2 separate regions of the Macaca mulatta genome follow, and region 1 is linked to region 2. A link is a contact called in public Hi-C data. All regions are on one chromosome and are shown on one strand. The core of a region is the stretch at or near the end of the contact, and the rest is flanking DNA. Distances in the headings are between cores, read along the strand shown.

What was found. A called contact is a pair of places that touch in the nucleus more often than the background predicts.
Region 1: a Hi-C map of fetal cortex germinal zone shows a contact between it and region 2, with 2.3 times the contacts expected there. The contact joins the promoter of SETBP1 here to the enhancer-like site in region 2. A contact is called at or near these places in 2 of 14 Hi-C or Micro-C datasets (fetal cortex germinal zone and fetal cortical plate).

The regions. Positions count from the first base shown.
Region 1 is chr18:47,714,111-47,718,317 of T2T-MMU8v2.0, reverse strand. SETBP1 (SET binding protein 1) reads left to right here and starts at 2,671. Exons shown (of 6, transcript XM_002808161.4): 1 at 2,671-2,961.
Region 2 is chr18:47,107,768-47,111,838 of T2T-MMU8v2.0, reverse strand. No RefSeq gene overlaps it. Among named protein-coding and RNA genes, the nearest start is that of SLC14A2, 320 kb to the right of the region's middle. Within about 2 kb of position 1,423, at least 6 of the 40 cell types and tissues checked have an H3K27ac peak or open chromatin away from gene starts, as enhancers often do. A contact at or near this core is called in fetal cortex germinal zone, where this site is marked.

The DNA of each region.
Region 1 (4,207 bases), core at 1,422-3,921, 610 kb before region 2:
TTATGGGTGCGTGACTGTACCCCCCGTCACACACACATAGGCATATATATATTTTCATATATATGTAAGAGAGTGAGAATATCCCTCCTTTCCTTTCTCTCCTCTCCCCTCTCATGATTCAAAGATGGGCTACATATAAGGAAGGAACTTTGGATAAGACGTCAAGGAACACGGCATCTATTCCTGGCTTTGAATTAACTTAGTGGCTTGGGGTAGTGCATCGTTTCCCCAGTTTTAAAAAGATGGGATTCTAATAGGTGATTTCACAGGTAAACTTCTACTGCATTATAATTCTACAGACTTATCATCTATTGTAGTGAATTTTAATAAGGTATGTGCTTTTCTTAGCTACTCTTCTAATCCACACACCACCACAGGAAGGAAGACCCTGTAAATATGCCTAGGTTATAGAAGGGAAAGGACTAGGGCAATAGGCTTTAGTTCTGTTTTGGATGGCATCAGATAGTCAAATGCTTGTGGACAAACCCTTCTGATTTCTGGGGCTACTTTCTCCACTGGAAAAGTGTGGGGAATAGGTTACATGCTATCTTAGTTCTCTATTTTTGGTATAGGATTTCAGAAATCTGGGTGTACAAGCAAATGAGAAAGGTCATTTGATTACAGAGAATAGTTGTTTGATACTGTATTCTGTGCCTTGATCTCTACTTCTATCATCAGCTCATATGGCCTGCTATTTTTTTTTCCTAATCAAGCATTATTTTCCCAGCAATAACAATGACGCAGTAATAAAGCCTAGTAGAAGACCAATTGAAACATGGCTCCACGGGAGGTCTTGCAGTGACAGAGGAAAAGTTTGTGGCCAGTCACAACATTCCTCTGAATAAAAGAGGACAGAGCACTTGGATCAGTAAAAGGGTGAACTGTCCGTTCTGAGTCAGACTGAACCTGCATCCAGACAGGAATCGGGATGGGATTGGGGCTGGAAGGGGTTCACCCTTCAGTCCACAGTCTCTTTCACTCCACTTCACTGCAGCTTTCCTATGAAAAACTTGACGAAGAAGTTCTGTGAAGGAACTCAAACCAGCAGCCACTGCAAGGAGGCAGCCACTGATGGCCTCAGTGAGGGAATGCCCCTGACTCACCTCCAAATCATTCCTCCAAAACTCTCATGAAGAACGTGAAAGGATTCGTCTCAGAATCTGAGTTCTCAGTCAACTTTACTTCAAGGTCTTTAAGCGGAACCATTTGCAGACCTTCCCGAATCCGTATCTATCCTATATTGTTTTATAATGTAGACATGTCTCTGAAGGGTTCCATTCCTCGGTTTCCCTGAAAAGACCCCCTTTGTAGGCCAAATACACTCAGAGATTAAAAATGCCACCATATTTTGTAAGAACTGAAGACATTCCACTTTGTTCATTCCCACCACCCTGAAGACAACTGCATGCCAGTGCGCGTTTGCCGTCTCTCCAGGTCCTTCCCTTCATCAAGTGTCCAATTCTCGTGAATAACGAGAAAATGCACGAGATCTGAATGCATACAAGTCGCTTAACAACAACAAAAAAACAAACAAACAAAAAAACCCCAAAAAACCCCTGAAAGTGAAATGTAATTACCAGGTTAAAAAAAAATGCGCCCAGTTTCGAGAGCCTATCACAGCTCACGTCTGGGCGCGCAGGACCCCCCCCGACACTGCTCCTGTTGTGTCAGATAGTGGCAGTGTTGAGCCCAGGAATACGCGCCTAGCCCGCGGCGCTCCCCGCGGCCGCTCAGTCTTCGCGGCGGACTCCGGCGCGCAGGAGCCACTGGGCCGCAAGGGCTCCGGGGAGCGGGAGGGGCGCTGGGGGCGGCGAGGGGTCCCGGATGCCCGTCCACGAACTGTTTTCCTTTTCCCCGGGCAAGAGACCCGCTCCCTTCAATTGACAGAAATTCACTGGGGCAGGGGGGCGGGTGGGGGAGAGATCGCTCGCGGCTCGCTACTGGCTGCGCCTCCCCCGGCTCCGGTCTGGGAAGCGGCCCTGGGCCCTTCGGGCGAGCAGCTTGGGCGCCGGCGCCCCCTGCGAGGAAGATCGCGGGGTGACGGTCGGTACCCGCTCGGCTGGGCCGCGCTGCCGCTCCGATCCTTCTCCCTCCCGCGCCCGCGCCCTCCCCCTTCCTTTCACTAGGAGTCCGGGACTCGGAGAGGGCGCGGGAGGCAGGCACACGGGCCCGACCCCAGTCCAGCGCTCGCCGGGGACGCGGGCGGGCGGCGACGGGACGCGGCGGGGGCGCGGGGCGGGCGCGGCCATGGAGCAGCGGCGGCGGCGGCGGCGGCGGCGGCAACACTAGCGACCGCGGGCGGACAAGCGGGCGGGCAGGGCCGCTGGGCGCCGCGGACCGAACTGCACAGCTCAGCAAAAGCGCCCTCGCCCTCCGCGCGCCGCCTCCTGCGAGCCCAAACCCAGCAACATTTTTAACGCTCCAACCCATCCTTTGAAGAAAAGCAAAAAAAAAAAAAAAAAAAAAAAAAAAAGCAAAAAAAAAAAAAAAAAAAGCATTGATCGGAGAGACGGGGATATATATATATATATATATATAAAATTTTTTTTGGCTCCTGCTAAAATTAGCAGGGCTCGCCGCGCGCCTGTGTGCGAGTGTGTGCGAGTGTGTGTGCGTGCGGGCGTGTGTGTGTGAATGTGATTACTCCAGGACTCCTCGGGCTCCGGAGACGCCATTTTCCCCCTTGATATCTCTCTCCATAAATCGGTGGCGCGGCGGAGGCGGCCGAGTCGGGCGCGAAGCGCGGGGCCGGCCGGGGCGCCCGCCGCTCGCCGCCGCCTCCGCGCGCCCGGGGGCCCCGGCGCCCCCCGAGCTAGGGCGGCCAGCCCGCGGCTCGCCGTTTGACAGATGCTCATCGCCATGGAGTTGCCGCAGCAGCACCTTTGGGGGCTCGGGCGAGCGACCGGAGCCGGGATCTGAGCGAGCGCCGGGGCCAGCGGAGCCGGAGCCGCCGGGACATGGGTGAGCACGCGCGGCGACCTTGGCCCGGGAGCCCGGGCGCCCAGCCTCCCTCTGCGCCGCGGGCCCCCGCACGCCCGGAACCGGGGGCGACGTGTGTGCCCTGCATGCAAAAGTTCACGTCGCCTTGCTGGGTCTTTGACTTTGCACCCGGCGGGAAGGGGGAGACCGGGCCGAGGGGGCGGGATGCCGGTCCGGGCGAGGTTGCAGGAGATGGGCGCGATTCCGGCGGGCCGGCGGGTGGGCGGCGATGCTGGCTCAATTGGAGTGGCTCGTTGGTGGCGGCGATGGTGGAAGCTTTGGGCTGGAGGGCTGGGAGCTTATTGAGTTTCGCCTAATCTGATCTCCCCCCCCCCGCCCCCCGCCTTTTGCACCCTCCCTCGGTCCTGCCGCCGGCTGGCGGGGCTGGCGGGTTTGGCGTTGGTGGAGTGGACTCGGGAGGGGGAGGGGGTAAGGAAAGGGGTGGGAAGGCAGGATTTTTTTTTTTTTTTTCTCTCTTTGTAACTTGCAGGTTAAGTGGAGCTAGAGAGCTACATTGTAACCTAGTTGGATTTTTTTGGGGGGGGAATGTATCAGAATCTAACGTGTCGTTAATAGAAAGAAGAACAGGCAAGAAGTGGTCCAGCCGGCGAAGGTTGGTGTGTGCTTGTGTTGTGGCTGTGTGTTAGTCTTTTTCTTAAAAATCTTAATCAATGGATTTGAGTCTCTTTCTTATGCTCTCTGGTTTTGGGACTCTGAAAAGATAGGAATTCCCTTAAAAGCAGACGAATGCCGTTTTGAAAGCACGCATTGTGTGCGTTTCTAGAGGAGCCGTGGGCTTGGGAATGAACGGCAGGCTTCCCCGTTCGGTGGTTTCCAGTGGGAAATCACTCCGGAAAGGGAACCCTTCGGTATCGATTTATTGTTTTTGTCTTCCAAACCATTTTCTCTTTGACCGAAATACTGTCTGAGAAGTTCCGCAGGGACAAAGTCAGGTAAACTGGACCGGGCAGATCTTTAGCAAGATGGTGATAACGGGGATGCTGTTTTCAGTGTCTGTTTGTGATGGAAGCATTGTTGGGTAATAGCAATTTCTGATCGGTAGAGCATGCTGGTTCTAAAAAAATAAGTTAACTGCCGAAATACTGTCTTCCAGCCCCCCTCCCCTGCACAGTACAGCACCTATTCCCCCCGCCCCCCCATCCAGACCACTTACTACAAGTCTGAAATCGGATCCAACTGGAAATATTTTCATTGGAGATTGAAAGTT
Region 2 (4,071 bases), core at 174-2,673:
ATCATCAATAAATGTTAGAGAATTTTGAATGTTAGAGAGTACTGTCATGTGGGTTGAGTGTTGGCAACCAGGCACTATATAGACATGAAAAACACAGTTCCTGCCTTCAAGTCACAAATGCTAGGGGTGAAGATATAAGATGTGAAAATATAAAGCAATTACTACTGATACATAGTCATGTGTGAGTAATTGTCGAAATAGTTTTTCTCACAGTATAGGATGCATAAGGCTTTAACAGGTTCAGAGCACTTCAAATTGGGAGACTACTCAGATCGAGTAAGAGTGAGAACAAAAACAAAGATGAGATGATTCTTTCTTTCTCGCCTATAAACATTGCATGGTATTAATGGAGAATGATGAGTGAGCATGAAGGAACTAAATGTGTTATTGGTAACGAACATGCCTTCAGATCCATTACCTGTCCCTCCAAGAATATTTTCCCAACTTTTTCCCCATCAAGATCAGGAAATTTGGGTGGTGCTACTTATTGCCCCTAGTTACGCAGAACCTCAGCCGTTTTCTCCTCACCTCGAAAGTGTGGGAAACCAGGAACCATGCCGGTGTCCTCAGAGGCAAGAGGGGACGATATTAGAAAATCTTGACAGCAAAGGACAGTAAAGGTATCGGCCACTCTTCAGGAGAAGAAGAAAGTAGTGGTTGAACACCACTCGTTGGCACGTTAGGGATCTTCCCGTCTGCTTTGTGGACGTCCCTCCCCCACCGCACAAGAATGAATCCCCCCTCTGCACATCAACCAGAGCATTTCAAGCCTACACAGGAGTCACGGTGACGAATCAATCGAATTGTCGTTGTGCTATTCTGGGTTTCTCCGGGGGGCGGTGGGGGGACATGCTTTGGAGAAAACCACAAACTGGCCAACATCCTCTCTCTCCTTCAAAGTTCTCCTCCCAGATAATTCAGGAAATAGCATCTCAGAGGTTCCCATTTTGGCATGTGTGGTGTTTTTAAATCCTTTCTAAATGGCTAAGAAGGCAATTCTTTTCAGCCATTCGCTTTGTGCAGCCCTCCCCTTTCCTGGCGGAGACAGTGTATGCACTCTATTAGAGCATTTTTTTCCTCCATATAATGGCACCAATTAAATTACCTTGCAGCCCGACCTTAATCTGGCAGGAATGATTATTCCATGAAACAGTTAGGGCTCTAATTGACATGAAGTGCCTGCAAAATATGTCTTTTGCAGCAACCCCTGTCAAAGTCACATTGATATGCTAATCCCTATAGCTGGCAGAATCACTTCATAAAGAGAGACATTGAAAATTGAATTATTTCAATTTCAGTACCTAGGAATCTAGTGATCTGTCTGTATATGTAACTAAGTAGGTGCAATACTTTATATGGGTAAACAGCTGTACTAGGGCGTTACCATGGAAACTGCTTGACTCATGGCAGTTGTGTTAGTGATGAAGTCATTAGCAGTGTGAAATGTACTTTGAGGTTGTCAAGTGTAACACTCCGGGAATATTTCAGTGGTATTAGTGGAGCCTTTTCATTTACATAATTTAGGCTTTCACACATGATCTCATTATGGTGCAAGAAAGGAGTGGGATGTGGGGGCAATTGTACCCAGACCAGATGAATCTCCATTATACCATTCAGTTATTATTCTTTCTCTTTAAATAGGGTCCCCCAAATAAGTCTTACGGGAAATTGATAACTCCCTGCTAACAATGACTTTGAAACCCTGTTGGTGGTGGGACAGGCTACATTGGCCTAGATATTGCCTGAGCAATTAGAAACCATTGACAAGATTGGGATGCATTAGTTACTTTTGTTCTGATGTTTCATTAACCTTGTAAGTTAGGAAATAAAACTTTCAAGTCAAGACACTCATTTTTAATCAATATTCAAGTAAGTGTTGCCCTCTTTCATGTACACTCCCAGTGGCTCCTTAATGATCTTCAAGATTATCTGTGATATGCAAGAATTTTCAGTTCAAAAATTGTGCTCCAAGTTAAGTGACAAGCTTTGTTGCTTGACCCCCACCCCCCAAAAAAATACGACTCCGTCCATGCTTTCCAGATTCAGGTCTGCATGATTTCTGCTGTTTCATGAAATCAGAACACTCTGAATCAAGCTCTAAAGATCCTTCCAAAAGGAGAATTCTAAACATATTTAAGGCAGTAAATACATCAGAAAATATCCCATGGAGAACTTTTTTGATGTGCAAAACACTCCAATGTGTGTACTTAGGTGTATGAGTTTATAGCCACATTTCAGTTTTAAGTCTGGTGTTATTTCATTCATTCATTCATTCATTCATTCATGTATTCATTCATAAATATTTATTGAGTATCCATAAAGCACATGCCAGGAAGAGTTGCAGGTACTGGGGGGAAAGTGGTCAATGTAATGGACACAACACGTGTCTTCATGAAGTTCAATTTAATAGGGGAAGACATACAATAAAATATATGTATGCAATTATAAGAACCAGAGACAATGAGAGAGACTAAAGGCAAATGCCTATTTCGATTAGAGGTGTCAGTCAAGGTCCCCCCAAGAAGTGCTATTTAAGCTGAGAATTGGGAGAAGAAGGGGCAGTGAGGGAAAAGTAGGAGAATCATATTTCACAACATTAACTTTGTCCTATTCAGGCCACACAAGTTTGCTGAGCTTGAAAATGTAGTTAAATCAAGACAAGTTTGATCTTTAAAGTGGGATTCCAGGTTTGTAAGATGCCAGTGTGTGGTGTGTTGCTTTATGAAGAGCTTGTATTGTGCAGCCAAATATATTTGATCGTGGAAAATTATTTTCAAGTTATACCTATTAACATTTGCAAAACTCCTCTGCAGAAGACAACATAGCTTAGGAAGCACTTAAAAAATGTATGGGGTCCAAGCAAGCCACGTTGCATATTAGTTATCTTTTATACATTCCTTCCAGAAATTCTACAATATCCATATAGTTCCAGAAGATAACTGAGCGAGATGCAAAACAACAGCTTGTTTTGCAAAATTTAAACAGAATTTAAAGAAAGTGGGTAGGATCAAGGGGAGAGTTCACCATATCCCTCACCTTTGGGGAAAAATAGATACTGTCTTAAAAGGGTCATTTATTTTACCATTCATGTGAATGGTGAGTTATCAAAGGATGCCCTCCGCATAGAATGAGAGTCTTCACACCTTTCAGAAATGTAAATATGTATTAAAATATTAAATAGCCAGATATTTTTATGTCTGCCTTTTTGTGTGGGCATATGTATATAGAGAGAGAGTCATTAAGCAAGTATTAGATTTTTACTTAAGAAAGTAACTTCTCAGCTATGCCATAGGGCCTAGACTAATTTATTTACTTCTCTTAACTTCTAAATACAGTTTCTTTCTAGTGAAAACATCCTGTATTTTGTGTATCCTTGTCAATTTAAGGGGTGAATATTAGCCAGTATTAATGTTAGATTACCTGTTTCTGTTCAATTGTAAGACATTTAAGGACAAAAACAAGCTGTTATTTATTTTGCATTTCGCTCAGTTATCTTCTAGAACTATAAGGATATTGTAGAATTTCTGGAAGGAATGTATAAAAAATAACTAATATGCAACGTGGCTTGCTTGGGCACCATACATTTTTTAAGTGCTTCCTAAGCTATGTTGTCTTCTGCAGAGGAGTTTTGCAAATGTTAATAGGTATAACTTGAAGATGATTTTCCACGATCAAATGTATTTGGCTGCACAATACAAACTCTTCATAAAGAAACACACTGCACACTGGCATCTTACAAACTTGGAAACCCACTTTAAAGATCAGATTTGTCTTGATTTAACTACATGTTCAAGCTCGGTTGATCTTGGACCTTCCTCCATCCCCACTCAATTTTTGACCAAACATATGGCAGTATCTGTGAAATGCAGTCTGGGGAACCCAGTTCATTTTAAAGCTTTTTAAGAAAAACATTTGAAATACGTATATTTGTTTTTCACTTTTTTGAAAGCATACAACATTCTTTAAAGCGAATCCTTAATGAACCATGATACTTGTTGTTTCATTCCTTTACTCATTTACATACATCGATTAACCTCCAGTGGGCAGGTAATGTGCTACAAGCCCACACTT